2 separate regions of the Nothobranchius furzeri genome follow, and region 2 is linked to region 1. The links are chromatin contacts, called in public Hi-C maps. All regions are on one chromosome and are shown on one strand. The core of a region is the stretch at or near the end of the contact, and the rest is flanking DNA. Distances in the headings are between cores, read along the strand shown. Region 1 holds the start of rdh10a (retinol dehydrogenase 10a). Region 2 holds the start of stau2 (staufen double-stranded RNA binding protein 2).

The links. Hi-C and Micro-C count contacts between places; a contact is called where the count stands out from the background.
Region 2: a Hi-C map of skeletal muscle shows a contact between it and region 1, with 5 times the contacts expected there. The contact joins the promoter of stau2 here to the promoter of rdh10a in region 1. A contact is called at or near these places in 2 of 2 Hi-C or Micro-C datasets (skeletal muscle and tail fin).

What each region holds. Positions count from the first base shown.
Region 1 is chr7:52,902,488-52,907,738 of NfurGRZ-RIMD1, reverse strand. rdh10a (retinol dehydrogenase 10a) reads right to left here and starts at 1,963. Exons shown (of 6, transcript XM_015955277.3): 1 at 1,379-1,963; 2 at 1,028-1,263. The coding sequence starts at 1,916. rpl7 (ribosomal protein L7) reads left to right here and starts at 3,663. Exons shown (of 7, transcript XM_015955281.3): 1 at 3,663-3,755; 2 at 4,215-4,314; 3 at 4,394-4,560; 4 at 5,005-5,142. The coding sequence starts at 3,742. It overlaps LOC129167271 (small nucleolar SNORD12/SNORD106), which reads left to right and starts at 5,189; the gene lies at 5,189-5,251. LOC129167263 (small nucleolar SNORD12/SNORD106) reads left to right here and starts at 4,851; the gene lies at 4,851-4,937.
Region 2 is chr7:53,042,749-53,047,999 of NfurGRZ-RIMD1, reverse strand. stau2 (staufen double-stranded RNA binding protein 2) reads left to right here and starts at 2,346. Exons shown (of 15, transcript XM_070553205.1): 1 at 2,346-2,429.

The sequences.
Region 1 (5,251 bases), core at 714-3,213:
AGGGAGTTTTCCTCTCCACTGTCACTGCATGCTTGCTTAGCATGAGGATTGCTGCAGGATTGCAATTAGCTGGGTTCCTTATATAGGAGACATTTGGCTTAATGAGCTGACCTGTATTGGAATGTTTACTTTGTGAAGTGCCCTGAGACGACTCTTGTCGTGATTTGGTGCTATATAAATAAACTTGAATAGAATTGAATGGAATTGAATATAAAAGAGTGCATCATTACAATACAGGAGAGGAAGTTATAAACAAAAACAAAGCGCTTTGTGAGCGAGCAAACATATGTTTGTTGTTGCGACAACAAACATATGTTTGCATAAAAAAGATATATTTGTCTGTTCCTATATCTTAAAAGAGCATTAGAAACATGAAAACATGTTACTGTAAATTTAATATCTAGTTAATCCGCAATTAATATTAAATTAACTATGAAACTGCAAAAAAATAACATTCAAATGCCTAATTCTTATAACACAACGATGTAAAATACTCTACATTTAAGCAACCATTTTAAGTAAATTAAACATTACATTTTTAGATTGCAAGGAAGAGGAAAAGAAAACAATCTAGAAGGCCCCCCCCCCCCCCCCCCCCTCTCGAAAGCTGGTTTTCGCGATAAGCTGGCACAAGAAGACCAGAGGAAAAGGAGCCAAAGGAAAATCTGATACAGCATCTAAATCAGTACCTGCCAACAAAATGTGCTGATCTGATCATCTGAGGCTGATCCAACCCGCACCCTGAGAGCCCTGCTCCTATCACACAGGGATGGGGATGAGCTTCCACACCGCATGAATCATCCCAGACGGAATAAAAGGCAGATTCATGAAGGCTTTGGCAGAATGCGATGAAATAAGATTTCTAGGTCATACTTTCATTTTCTACTTTGATCCTTGAGTTTGGCGCGCGCGCGCGCACAAGCTTGAGAGGGATGTGGAAGATTCCCTGTGAACTTGTCATAACTCAACTGATTTTCACGTGTACACAACCTGGCAGAGTTACAGATCTTAGATGACCCCAGCTCACCCAGAAGTGTGCGTGACAGTTGACCACCATGGTGCGCTCGATCAGCTCGTCGGGACACTCCAGCAGGTGATGACCCGAGACCACACCTGCGTTGTTAATCAGTAGGTCTACCTCTCCCACCTCTCGGCGCACCTTCTCCGCGGTGGAATAGACGCTCTCGCGTTTCCCTACGTCACACACATATGTGTAGACCTGAGGCTGGAAGGTGGGGACCTCCTCGACCCCCCCAACAGGTTCTGCGGATTGAATGGAAATATTTTTTAATTGTATTAAATTATTTATTCCGATAACAAAAATTAAACTGATTTTTTGGGGGGCATTTTTGCGCACCATGCGTAAAGCCGATCTTACCGTCTTTGGTGACGGGGGTTTCCAGTTCGTGGTAAATCTGCCGTACCATCTCCGCCGTTTCCTCGTTGCTTTGGCTGTTTATGTCCCACAGCACCAGAGTCGCTCTTCTCCGGGCGAACTCCTTGGCGAACAGCCGGCCAAGGCCGCTTCCAGCACCGGTGATCACGCACACCTGTCCAGCCACGCTCTTCTCCTTAGGGCGCACGACCCACTTGGCCCCGGCGGTCACAAAAGCCCAGAGCACTTTTAAAATAACCACGAAGAACTCCGCGATGATCATCATCATCTTGACAGGAACTTTCTGTGAATTTAAACAGAGAATGCCGGACACGAAGAAGGGGAGGTGCGGAGGGGTGTTCCCGTCTCCCAACCTGTTCGCAGCAGTGAGGGGGAAAACGCAGACGCGGGGAGCGCAAATATGCAGAAAATGTGTTGGAAAAGCGCAAACAAGAGAGCCAGGTTGAGAGAAAAGTGAGTCCGGTTGAGTTTGGGGTTGCTCTGCTGCTGTTGCTCCACTCATGTCATCTTGCAGTCGCATCTCACGCGCTATTTATTTAGTCCACCCATCCAACGCTCGACCCAATCGGAGTGCGCTGACAGCATGAAGTACCAGCTCCATACACTCTCAATGGGTGATGTAAACTACATATTTTAACACTAATCTGTTGCAGTGCCGTTTCCCCTACTGGAAAGAAAACAGATTAGCGCCATCGTTTGAATGCTGATGTCTTCAATTTCCCCCTCGTTGCATTTAACCAGAAATTCTAATAAGTCAAGTTTTTTTTCATTACTTTTCATTTGGACTTTTATTTAGTTTTTTGGGTAGCCATTTATGCGCACATAGAAGATGGACAAAGCAATTAGCGCTAATATATTGTATTCTGAAATTATATATATTTGGCCTCTAATTTTATCATTATTTTTGATGCTGAACAACTTCTGTCTTGCTGGTTACAAGTGATGGATTCAGAGCCTAAGATACAATTCGTCATCACATGCAGAAAAATAACTCAAGGATCTTATTAATAGTCTGAAGAAATTGCATTTTGAAATTATTAAACACGTTTTCATCTAATTTAGATAAATAAAACATGAGTAAATAAACAGTTTTCATAAAGTTATTGTGAAAAATAATCTAAGCCCAAATGAACGTGGTCAACAGCTGGAAATGCTTTCCAGAGCTGAAGTGTTTTACATCATATTGCGTCCCTGTTTAACAGTGGTGTCCGCGCTGAAAATCCATCTCTCAGAATTAGACGTTTGCGTCCTCTGCCGGTTCAAACACCGCATGACTTTTTGCACGAATGATGTGAATAATAAAGGTGTATTTAATGTACACTGAGCCCTAAAGGAGGGGATAAAAAAATACTTGGAATCTCGTGAGAAACAGTTTCTGGTACTGGTGCGCATACTTGGGCTATATACGTGTGATTTGTGCCCAACGCACCATATAATCACGATCACAATATAGGCTCGTGCAGCAGATTGTATGCTTGTGCAAAAGATGGTACGTTTTCCTCGCCAGGTAATATTGTAAGTTGTGCACAAAAGAAAATACGCAACAGAAACCATTTTTAAACAAATTCCCCTTTAGGGCTTAGCACTTAACTAACACTGTGATTTTAAAAAGGCAAACGATAGAATGGTCGTTTATTTTATTTTATAATAAAATAAAATAAAATAAAGCAAAATAAAAAGGTTTAAAATCTGTTCACAGTTGAAACAAACTTAATTCAGCGACTCAATGGGGCGCTGTTTCACTGACTGAACGTGAATGAACGTAGATTCTCAAGTGCACGAGCTTGGTGCGCAATCTACGTAAACCTATTTGCACGAGCTCCACGTGTTCTTCAACTGAAAAGCGACATTAAACTCCCCAAACGATCCTAAATACTTGCAATATCCGACCCATGCCTGCTGGGTTTTAAAATCACAACAATAAAATGACTCATTATTTAAAATAAACTTTTAATTTGCCTTTTTAAATAAAATCGTTCAGATCTAAACACATCAAGAGCACGTACTTCTGTCGTCATTCATTTATTAGATTTTATAAATGGTCCTCAAATGGATGGAAAAAAGCCTAGTGATTAAACAACAGTGAAACAGCGCCCTCTACAGTCAAATAATGTGATGACCACATGTAGTTACCAAGGTTAGAATCAGGACATTTATCGCACTTTTTTTACATAAATGTTTGTAATATAAATTTCTGTAACGCGTCAATAATTTACTAATATGTATGTATTATTATGATTCCAAAATGTTTTAACCAGTCAGGCGAGTACGAAGACACCCTGTGACGTCCTAATCCTTTAACCAGCGCATGCGCAATACGGAATTCCTCTTTCTCGGTGGTCGCCATGGCGGACGCAAAGTGAGTGTCTGACTTCCAATTCAAATCTAAGCACATCCTGCTATTAGAGAGTCGAATTTGAGATTTTTAAAGAACGTACACGTTCATCAAGTCTTATAAAATAATTTAGTTGTAATATTGTTGGAAAACTTAACATGATTTACGGTTTTATTTACATTTATTGAACGTACAGCAATGGCCAACATGGCTGCGCTTAAAATTAGCATCTTTTATGATTTAAAATGCCCATTAAATTTTAATTAAACAAACAGCTTTGTCAGCCTAATTTTGTTGCAGTTATTTAAATAGTTATTTGTTTCGTTAAGCTTAATAGGACTAAAGTGAGCCGGTGTACCTACACCGATTAGTGCTAAGGAGCTAGCGGCTATTTAGCAACTAGCTATTGATTTGAATCCGGGTTGTTGCGTGAAGCATTGCAGCCAACGTGGTCACTTTCCTGTTCTACTTTTCTGTTGACAGAAAAAAGGTTCCGGCGGTCCCTGAGAGCCTTCTAAAAAGGCGAAAGGCCTTCGCTGCCATGAAGGCCCTCCGCATCAAGAAGATGCTGGCAGAGAAGAAGGTAAACGAAGCTTAATGCCCATTCGATTTAAAGTTGTTGGTCGTTTTGGACAGATGAACACGTGTTGCTTTTGTGTTAGGTCCGTAAGGTGACCAGGAAACTGATCTTTAAGAGGGCAGAGAAGTACCACAAGGAGTACAGGCAGATGTACAGGCGTGAGATCCGCCTGGCACGTATGGCACGCAAGGTGGGGAACTATTACGTGCCACCTGAGCCCAAACTGGCTTTTGTCATCAGGATCAGGGGGTGAGTTTTGACCCCCTTTAACCATATATAGCTGTTATTTACGTGGATTGCAACAGTTCTAGTAAGTGAATCAAAACATTCAAATCATATATATCATAAAGCAAGACGTGGGCCTGAATTTCTTAACATGCTGTTTGTAAAGAGGGCTTGATTTATTTATTTTTTTCATAAATAGTATGTTATGGTCATGTTCTTGTGTTAATGCAACAGTTTATCAGTAATGGTTAGAAAGGCTGCTGTATTGTTTAATAAAAAAGGCAATCCATGTAAACATCCTTCATTCCAGTTTGAGTGGTTGATGATGTATATTCTTTCCCCGACTTATCGACAATGCTGATTCAAATGTTTAACCAAAGCCAACATTTTCTGAAACCACTATCGGTATAAGCTCATCTCAAAAACTCAGTTTTTACTTGAGTACTAATTGTTTTTATTTTCTACCAGTATCAACGGTGTTCCTCCAAAGGTCCGTAAAGTCCTGCAGCTGCTCCGTCTCCGCCAGATCTTCAACGGTGTGTTTGTCAAGTTGAACAAGGCTTCAATCAACATGCTCAGGATTGCAGAGCCTTACATTGCTTGGGGGTAAGCCCATAATCAATAAAAATGTCTGTTTTTTTGTTTCGGTTGGAAAGTGGTTAATGATGCAGAACTTTTTTCCCCGTCATATCGACCATGGTGAAAATTTGCTGAT
Region 2 (5,251 bases), core at 1,097-3,596, 140 kb before region 1:
ATTTTTTTCTGAGATCTAGCACAATTTTGTTTCTTTTTTATGAAGCTGAGTGAATGTGATGATGTAGAGGAGATTACCACAACTATCTTAAAAACTATATTCATAACTTAAAGACGACTATTTATCCGATGGTTTTTGCTTCTTCTTAATGAGTTGAGTCATCTGTTAGTTTGCTGGTACAGAAAAAAACCTGATTGATGTTAATGCAGTCAACAGCATGTGAGCAGAGACAAAAAGGCCTTCATGCAGTGGGCACAAGATCAGAGGAGTTAAAACTAATTTGTGAGTGAACACGTTGAGATTTTAGTTTTTGTGGTTTTCCTTTTTAATGTGGTTTGAATTCTTAGCTTGCAGGTTGTTGTGAGAGTGATAAACACTAATGAGGGCGGGTTATTTATATTTAAAAACTTTTTTTTTTGTTCTGGGATGTGCAAGCTCCATGTAATAGGTGCCTGTTCATTTTCATAATCAACAATAAAAGCATAAATTCACTTTTATTTAATCTTGTTGCATTTGTCATTTATTTTCTATCACTTGTTATGTTGCACTTGTTCTGACATTAATATGTTTCTAATGAACAAAGACCCAAACATTATATAATCGGTTGCTTTTGTTAAAAATTTGCCCGAATTATCTACAAATATGCAGAAAAACAGATTCTCTAACCAAAAAAATTAAATCAACCTTACAAGTTTGGGTGATTTACACATTAGAACTAATATTTCTAATAATGCACATTCACTTAAGTATTCAAAAAGATCAAATTAAGCCATAGTATAACAATTCTTCATAAAATAAGCACATTTGCAGCTGAAAAATGTAATAGTTGATTTCTATAAACCCTTTCTTACCTATAAAAATGGCTAAAATATACATTGGTTTATAGATGTTGGATCAGATATTTTTAATACAGCATTAAAGCAGAATATTTACGTTTTGAACGTAATTGTTATTGAATTTTAATCTCAAGTTTTAAAAAGCACAATTTCCACTGGTACAATTAGCATGTTATTCAACAGGCATGAAATTAACCTTTCGTTTAAGACATGCTTCAAAAAGCGGCCCAATACCGCCATCTATTGGTGAATATTGACCACAGACACATGGCTGCCATCTTGGATGGGTCTCCATCTCTGATTACAAAAGGTAGTCTAGAAAGTCCCACGTGATCTGTTTTTGAAATTGTTGCTCACTCTATTATGACTAGCTGGGGATAGAGAGTGCACAGATATGTATAAAAACACCTTGTGTTTATGGGAGAGTGAGGGACCTCACCTATCCAATATGGCGGTTACGCTGTTAAGCTTTTCAGCGTCCTCTACATAACGTCTGATACTAACAAATAGGATTCACAGTTATAAATACTACTGCTTTTGTAAAATAACATATTGGGTTTCACTTGATATTTATCTAAACTGTAATATTTTATTGATATGTGTCACAATGCAAAAACAAGTTTATATTTTTTATCAAAAAAGATATACAATTATAAAACAATGCTGAGGAAAAATAAAACAGGTATAAAGAAAATATAACGATTTTAAGGTTTTCATTCAAGATAGGATTTGATATTTGATGGTAACACAATTTTAAAAAACTGGTTTCGAAACCTGTCAAAATCTTCCCACAGTAACACGTTTTTTGTTTGCAAGAAAATTAGAAAAATAAATACATACTTACGTTTTGTTAAATGTTAGGTTTTCCTGCAACGAAGTTTTTTTATTCTCTAGATTTCCTAAAACAAAATAAACTTAAAAAAAGTATAAATGACATGCTGTAGATGGCGCTGCTTGAAGTTCTGTTTCGTTTAGTTTTGTTCAAAAATACTTAGTTTGCGTCATATGATTGCATACATATTATATTTTATCCACGCGAACAGTGCTTTTAAGGTTATTTTAGTTATTTTATTCGTGTTTATAGTGTAGATTACAAACATTGAAAACTAGCAATAAATAAATGGAATAAATATGTGACTCAATGGGAAGAAATGTTGACATCTCCACCACAAGTCTATTAATTACTTAATTTCATTCAAATCAGGTTAATCGAAGCAAGAAATCATCTTAAGCATCTACAATGTTGTCTCTGGAAGTCCAGAATCGGATATAACGTGATTTTTATTGAAACGTTAACTTGGAGCAGCAAGGGAGCAAACCTTGACTGAACCATTTCTGTCATGGCGGGGGTGTCCGGTTCATTAATTCTAATGAATCTATCATTATCATTGTATATTTCAGTTTTTAATCCATAGGATCAAATTAAACGTATTTGATAAACAAAAATTTTACAATTAGTAATAAATGTAATTAAAGTTAACGCGTGAAGTGTTTTATTCCGTGCTAATTACATGGTACGTTCCCTTGTCCATCCAGTTCTCTTTAGTGTTTGCCAATGTTGGAGGTGTAACTGGGGTCTGGCCCTGGACAAAGGTAAAAAAAATGCATTTAAATGTTTGTCCTGCTGTAGTCGGGTGCTCACCAGTCCGTATATAGGGTTAGGATAGACTGAATTTGCCCTGACTTTTGTTGAAAGCGGGGTAGTGTGGAGATGCTAAAGCAAGAGTGGGAGATAGGTGCTCTCGGCCGTGCAGCCATGATGAGCCTCAATCGGCTAAACAAGCGCAACCAGAGGGGGGCAAAATGAAATATATCCACCCGGAGAGAGTCCTGTGACACATTCATGACTATTCGCGTGCTTGCCCGTTTAGTAAATGTGTTTTTAGAGGCTGACATTCGGAGGAAACGCGGTTTCCGTGCTGTGGTTACCGTTAGCTTCCTTGCTAAGCTGGACGGTTAGAAGCTGTGATGTGAGGGGTCTGCACGGAGACCTGCGGCTCTGTCAGGCAAACCCAGCCTTTACTTCTCCATTCAGCTAGCAGCGACTCCAAACAAGGCTCAGTTTCTGTTTGTGAGTCAGCGACACTTATCATAATTTATTCTAGCTCCTGTAATCTAAACGCCCGTGGTCCACTTACTGTGGATGGATGTGTCTTGGTTAATGATGCGTTTGATCTGGTTTGCGAAAGCGAAATCTGACATGTTTGAACCCTTTTTGTTATGAATTTTCATCTGAATTGTTGCTGACACCAGCTCATCCATGTCAGGGGACACTTGTTACTATTAGCTCTAGAAGCTAATGAGTCCTAATTATATTAGGAAAAAATACTATTAATAATGTTCCTGTGGTCTTTCCCATAACTTTGTTATGATAACACAATGCCCCCCAGCATTCTTGTAAACTGAGATCAGCCGATGTGGGTTTTTCTATAACTGATACCCTTATATAGCTGCCGATTTTTTTTTTTTTTTTGGGGGGGGGGGATGATTTTCATGGTCGGTGTCTATCGACTTTTTTCACTGTATTTACATGTTAAAATGTCACTAATAACAATGAAGTATGCACAACATTTCTGATCTGAAATCAGTCTTCAAACAATAAATGTAACAGGTATTTTTATGCACTGGTCAGTGTTAAAAAAAAAAAAAAACAAAGTTAAACAAATAAAACAATTACTAAATTTTAAATATAAAATTGGTAAATAAAAATAAATATCAGTAAACAATATTGTTTTAAAGGATTTGTAGGCAGATGTTTATCAGGAATGCTTGTTTCAATAAAATTCTGGAGCGGTACCGGGCTGCCTGCAGATGTGCCTGTCTCTAAATCGGCTCTACTACATAGGTATATCCGATGCCACTATTAAAACGAATCAATTCAGTTTATTTATATAGCACCAAATCAATCTTTCCAATTGAGTTCAGTTAATAATGCCAATTAGTTAAAAGTATCCGATGTAAGGAAACCCAGCAGATTGCTTTGGGTAATTGACTTGTTGTGTCAGAGACTTTACAGCAATCCCTATACTAAGCAAGCATGTAGTGACAGTGGAGAGGAAAACTCCACATTGGCTGACCCATATCTCATGCCGATATTTACCCGTTTGTAACTCATTAACTTCCAGCCACTTCCTGATCAGAAAAGCCCTTCGCTGCCAGCATTTTTCAGCGTTTTCAGTGGTTTTTTAAGAGTCACAGAACATTGCGCTCTATGGTGAAGTCAACGCCAAAACAACCAAAACAAAGAGGAGACTCACCTCTTACATCAGGAAGAATCCATGCGTTTCGAGCATTATCCGTTCTTTCATAATCCGTTGTCGAATTGTGATTGGCAGAAGCTTTTCTGGTTCACACCTCACTTTTTTTTTACTGCAGCGGCCCAAAATGATCTCCTAACACTTGTATTTTCTGCTTCCTGATCACGTGACGTGTGACATATGCGGATGAAGATCAGGCTTTAGAGCTGAGATGTTTGTTCTCACGGTGCGGGAGCTCATTCCGACGCCCACACAGTAAAAAAAAAATGCAAATGACGACTTTAGTCGTCAGTTTGCTAACGTTTCAGCTCCTTCTTGTAGCCATCCTCAGAGCTGTTGGTGGCGCCACTTCCTTCTCCGTTAATCACCAACAGCGTCACAGCTCTGAGGATGACTACAGGAAGTAGCTGAAACGTTAACAAACCAGGTAAATAACAATTTTTCTTTTTCGTGTTTAAAAAAAACCAAGAAATGGAAGTTGAAAAGGTACACAGAATTAACGTACAGAAGAAGCATTTTGGTGACTTTGTGAGTTTAAAGTGCTTAATGGAGATTGACTGACTTACTGATGCTGATATGTTAGAGAATGGTAAATATTAACTCAATATATCAGTCTATCCCTGGTTTCACGATTTTTATTCATTCATACTTTTCTAACAGGTACCAATCATACCACATACATCCACAGGGGTTTGGGCTCGTTTTACTTTCAGAACCACCTTTATTCCTCATTGCTGAGATCCAGCAAAATATTTGGAAACCCCTCTCAAGGGCCTGGTCCATACTGACATGATGGTATCATGAATTTGCTGCAGATTTGTTGGCAGGTAATCTATGGTGGGAGTCTGATTCCACCCCACCCCAGTGGTGCTGGAGTGGACTGAGATCTAGTGACGGTGAAGGCTGATGGGGTCAGTCCAGTGAACTCATGATTGAATTCTGTAAAACTGTTTTAGAAGTAGGGCTGGGGGTAAACGATTATTTTTAAAACGATTATTCTGATGATTATTTTATCGAATAGTCGACTATTCTAATGACTATTTAGAAAATTAATCTAATGATTATTTTTATATTGCACAATTAACAAAAACCAGAACATCTCAAATAAATTCCTCAAAAAAATGATAAATTCTTACTGTAAGAGAATAAACACTACAG